2 separate regions of the Triticum aestivum genome follow, and region 2 is linked to region 1. Evidence: chromatin contacts called from public Hi-C data. All regions are on one chromosome and are shown on one strand. The core of a region is the stretch at or near the end of the contact, and the rest is flanking DNA. Distances in the headings are between cores, read along the strand shown. Region 1 holds the start of LOC123188015 (nuclear transport factor 2). Region 2 holds the start of LOC123188019 (ninja-family protein 1).

What was found. Hi-C and Micro-C count contacts between places; a contact is called where the count stands out from the background.
Region 2: a Hi-C map of leaf shows a contact between it and region 1, with 3 times the contacts expected there. The contact joins the promoter of LOC123188019 here to the promoter of LOC123188015 in region 1. A contact is called at or near these places in 2 of 5 Hi-C or Micro-C datasets (both in leaf).

The regions. Positions count from the first base shown.
Region 1 is chr2A:139,748,624-139,751,263 of IWGSC CS RefSeq v2.1, forward strand. LOC123188015 (nuclear transport factor 2) reads left to right here and starts at 1,289. Exons shown (of 10, transcript XM_044600044.1): 1 at 1,289-1,454. It also overlaps the pseudogene LOC123188016.
Region 2 is chr2A:140,428,439-140,431,078 of IWGSC CS RefSeq v2.1, forward strand. It overlaps LOC123188019 (ninja-family protein 1), which reads left to right and starts at 1,322. Exons shown (of 2, transcript NM_001426803.1): 1 at 1,322-2,118. The coding sequence starts at 1,617.

The sequences.
Region 1 (2,640 bases), core at 39-2,538:
CGCTCATCAGCCTCCTTTCTCAACTTCATCAACTTCACTGCCGAAATCCTCCTCATAAACAGGCAAGTCATCCTCATCGTTACCGGCAGACTGATCCATGAAGAACAAAGGACCATCCCTGTCATGATCCGACACCGCAGCCCCAAGCTCAGTGCCAAACTCCAGTGGCGCATAGATCGGCCCAAACAGTGAACTCTCCAGCTGCCTCATCTCCTCCGCCTCTTGATTCTGCTTGGCTTCCAACGCCTTGGCCTTCCTTTTCTTCAAACCCTTATTGTGATCCTCCTTAGCCCTCTTTTGCTTCCTATCCTTACTGTGTCTCTCTGTCTTGGGTTTCCTTACCAGCCTCTGCATCAAAAGCAACGGGTGCCTCATCGCCATCATCATCGACTCCACTTGTCTCCATTCGGCGCTTCCAGGGCGCATTCTGGGATAGCAAGCTCATCCTGACCCAAGGAACAGCCTGCTAAATAACATCAATAAATGAGACCATGCTAATCCACAAATGTACAAAGCTTCTACTAATTTTGCAAGTTAGGGTAGTGAGGCCTATGACCCCAGCCAAAATGGTGACCACCGGCACACAATTTGGAGGATCATCAGTTTGGGCTTAATCATTCATATCAGTGTGTGACTAATTTTTGGAACGAATCGCTGTATGACTAATAAAAGCTCATACCTCGAACACCGATGTCCAGTTGTCCACTGCTGCGGACGGGGTGGCGACAGCAGGTCAGCAGGGACGCGACGCCGCGACGAGATAGAACAGGGTTGGCGGCGATGTAAGCGACGCGCGCGAGAGGTGTGAGGCGTCGGCGGCGGCGCTAAGCTAACGGCTGCGGCGGCGGATTGGAGGAGCTTGGATGCAGGCCAGAGCACGAGGTAGGCCACCCAGGAGAGAAGAAGAGGACGTACGGGCTTGGTGGTGGAGAAGCGACTGCGGAGCACGCGGAGGGTCAGGTGGAGGGCTGCCGCGCCGCCGTCAAGAGTGAGGGAGGGGAGCGCGGCCGCCGCCGCGCCGCCAGGATAGGAGGGTTCTTCTAGAAGAAAAAGAAAAAAACAAAGACTAGCAACATCGGGGTCGGAGCAACAAAAGGTCGGTCGGACTCGTGGGTCGGACCGACGGAGCCCAGCCGCAGCCCGAGCGTGCTGCGATCGGGTCCGGTCCGAGTCCGACCGCAAGCTGCCGAGTGAGGGCCCAGAAGCCAGTGAGACGCAGCGGGAACATTCGCGACCCGTCCCCCACCCCCCAAAACCCTTCCCGTTATAAACCCCCTCCGACTCCTGCTCCTTCCTTTCCTCTCTCTCTCTCTCTCTCTCGCTCCGCCTCCTCGATCGAGTCCAGTCCAACTGCCCCGCCCGCCCGCCACCCGCGCCGCCCAGCCGCTCCGCTAGGGTTCGCCCGCCCTCCCGTGGCTGTCCGCGGCGGCGGCGGCCCGTGCTCCGTCCGGAAGGTAGCGCCCCTCTCCCTCTCCCCGCGCGCGCGTCTCGATCTCTCCCGTTTTACGCTTTTCCGTTCCGTTCCGCCGGCTCTCGGCTCGCCCGGTGCGCGCTCGTCCTCCCTCCTCGTCGTGCCGCGGCTCGAGGGATCCCGTGGGCCTCGTCGGTCTGCGCGGGGGGTAGGGTTTGGCGCGGTGTAATGCTGCCGGTCTGGGCGGGTTCCGGGTTTAAACCGCGTCGTCTGGGGATTAGCACCGGGCTGTTCTGGGTTGTTTGTTGGATGTAAATTGGTGTCGGAGCGGCTACGGACAAGCTTTCTTGTGGCTTGTGCGCTTGGGTGAAGGAAAGGGACTCCCTTTGACGACAGAATTGACGTATTGTGTGGGTTGCTGGCTGGCTGGGGTTCACGTAATGATGTTTTGTGTGAAAATGCCATCTTTTTTTGTCCATACTCTCAATCGCTATTAAACTGATGTTGTCCGTTGACTGGTTTGGAGTATCAGGACACGGTGTGCGAAAATGTCATCTAATGTATTTTCTTGCTGTGGTCATTAGATATAGATAGCTTATGTGTCTTTTGTGGTTTCAGAATTTTGGTGGGAGTGCTCCATCATGGCACCGAGCTGCAGAGACATTTAGTATTGCTTTTGCCTCGTGGAACATTCTTTGTTTGCATTGCAATTGGCTTACGTGCATCAGGTCTGGTGGATGGTTCGACGTGTAGTTTGTTCATTTTGTTATCTAGTTTACTGTTTCAGTTCTGAAAGTTCAATCATTTTCCTGTTGTGAGTTGTTTTTTCCTATATGGATGCTACTCTGAACGGTAGTCGATTTTCTTTGCTTAAAGAGGTTGTAGCTGGCTTTTCTGATGATTTGATTTATTTCCAATGTTGATATGCTCAGGTTGAGTCTGCTGAATAAATGGTTATTGTTTTGTGTGATGATTGGGAGAAATTGGGAAAACAATCATGAGCTCAAGTTCCAAACGCTGTATCCAATTTTTCTCAATCTGATAGTTATTGTCATTGGCTATATCTGGGATCTGATAGTTATTGGCATTGTTCCAAGTTCTTATTTTACGCTTTCCCTGCAATCAACTTGGCTTGCTCGGTGCACGCTTGTCCTTGTCGTGGCGTCGTGGCGTGGCTTTTGTGGGTTTTGTCGGTCCATGCGGGGGTCGGGTTTGGTGGGTTTAAAACT
Region 2 (2,640 bases), core at 72-2,571, 680 kb after region 1:
ATATGGTGCAACTAAAGTACTGCATTGTGCAACTAGAATACATTGCCGCGTCAACTGAGTATATGTGTGTGTAATTAGTCCTGCCAACTAAATATCAATGCGTGTGCAACTAGTGTCCTGCCAACTAAACATCAATGTGTATGCAACTAAGTATATGTGTGTGCAATTAGTATTCCTGCCAACTAATCATCAATGTGTATGCAACTGGACTATATTACAAGCCAACTAAGCATATGTGTGTGCAATTAGTATTCCTGCCAACTAAACATCAATGCGTGTGCAACTTGAATACGTTACAAGCCAACTAAACATCAATGTGTGTGCAACTAGACTACATTACAAGTTATGACAATTCATATGCGACTATGCGGATCAGATTGTACAACTCTGTGGCCATGTATGTGCCAACTAGAACTACTATGTGTTCAATTACAACTACTGTGGATGCAGCTCCAAAAAACTGGGTTTGAAAAAATTGCACCATGCAGTACTAAACTTGCACAAAGCAGTACTGAAGTTGCACAATATAGCGTTAAAGTTGGCATCAAAAAAATTTCGTCGAAACATACTCATGGGGGATCTAGTTTTAAAGATCTCATCGCAAAAAATTCAACAGTGAAGACGGATCTGAATTCCGGCGCGCGGTTTGAAAGATATGGCTTTTTAAAAATTTGGAAAACCAAAATAATTGTACGTGAAGCTGTTTGTTTCAAATTGGACTAACCAGTGTAAACACATTAAATACAAATAACAACATGCACTAACAGACAAAAATACAACTCATGCATGGTAAAAAAGTTCGGCCGCTCGTTTTCTTCAATTAGCGCACGGCCACTTTTTAAATTTTAGGTTATTTATAACCACCAACATTTACCGGAGGTGCGTATATAGATACAATCATACAAACAGTAGGAAGTAGAAAAAGGCAGAAGTAGTATTCCGGAGTGACACCGCACGGGGAGCCGTGCCCTGAGAACCGGAAGCCCGAAACGTGTCAGGCAGACGCCCCTACGCGGCCTCGACACGTCACACATCCCCAAGTACCATCACTACCAACCGCGGCCCCAGCCGAGCCGCGCCGAGCCGCGCGCCGCCCGATACCGGCTGGGCTTGTCGGGGTCCAACACGTGTACCCGCTGTCCGACACGTGGCCGGCCTCCATGCGCTCGTAGTCCCATCCAACTAGCTCCCCCCTGTTCCCGTCTCCAAACAATTTCGGTTTAATGGAGGGAGCAGTCTAACAACGAAGGAGATTAGAGCGACACGCAGGCCTCCTTCTCTTCTCCTCTCCTCTCCTCTCCATTCCCATCCTCCACCCCCCCCCCCCTCTCCCTCTCCCGCTCGCTCGAGGATCCCACGCGCGTCGGAGGGATCTGATTGCCGCCGATTCTACTGGCTCTGCTTGCCCGGCGCTCGTCGATTGTTTGTTCCTCCCTGGGCGCTGTGATGTTCTTCCCTCTGGGTTTGGAGACCGAGAATTGCCCCGCGCGGGACGGATTCGCGGCAATGGCGAGGCGTTCCTGAGAATTTGGCCGTCCTTGGAGCTTCGGGGGAGGAGGGATTGGCGTGTGCTTCGCGGCGGGGAATTGCTTGCTCTCTCTCTCTGCCGGACGGACATGGCGTCGAGGGACTTCTTGGGCAGGTTCGGCGGGGAGAAGGGGGCGGCGTCGGACAAGGCGGGGGGCGGCGCCGGCGAGGCGGACGAGGTGGTCGAGCTCAGCCTCGGCCTGTCCCTGGGCGGCTGCTTCGGCGCCAACTCCGGCCGGGACGCCAAGAAGCCGCGGCTGGTGCGCTCCTCCTCCCTCGCCGCCATGTGCTCGCTCCCGGGCACCAGCGACGACCTCGCCGCCGCGACGCCCCCGCCGGCGCCGCTGATGCGCACCAGCTCGCTCCCCACCGAGACCGAGGAGGAGCGGTGGCGCCGGCGCGAGATGCAGAGCCTCAAGCGCCTCCAGGCCAAGCGCAAGCGCCTCGAGCGCCGCACCTCCATGAACTCCGGCAAGTCCGGCGGCAGCAGCAGCCGGGACGACGCCCAGGAGCCGCTCTACCCCAGCGCGTTCCAGCTCCGCCGCTCCGTCGTCGACCAGGGGAACCCCTCCTCAAGCATGCCCGAGCAAGGTATGCACATGCTTTCACCAACTATTCGCTACAATCAGCTTGCAATTCCCACTGTTCTATTGCGCTTCCTTGCTCGAATTATTCATCCAGCTGCCTGTTAAGCTCTCGGCGATCCATGCAGGTCGGTGTCATGCCGAGCTCACCGTAGTTCTTTCGGTAGGAGATGCATGGGCAGAGGGGGGATCTAAAAAGTCGAGTGTTCTTTGCCATGGATCTTGCTTTGGTATTGTGATTTACCGGGATCGATTCGTTAGAACGCTAGCTCAGCCGATGCTTTTCTTTTTCGCCAAATTCGTTAGAAATGGGGAATTCTTTTCTGCACAACCTGATGATGCTTCCACGTACGCATGGGATTTGTTGTGTTCTTTTCGGGGCGTTTGTTTTGGGTGATGTCATTTCTGGGATTATTTCGAGCCGTGCTGTTGCTCCTAGGGTCTGGAGAGATGCCTTCTACGGCATGTTTCTAAGCAGCTTCTAAGCTTTTAGTCACTACTAGTCAGTAGTTACGTAGCGTCAGAGTCT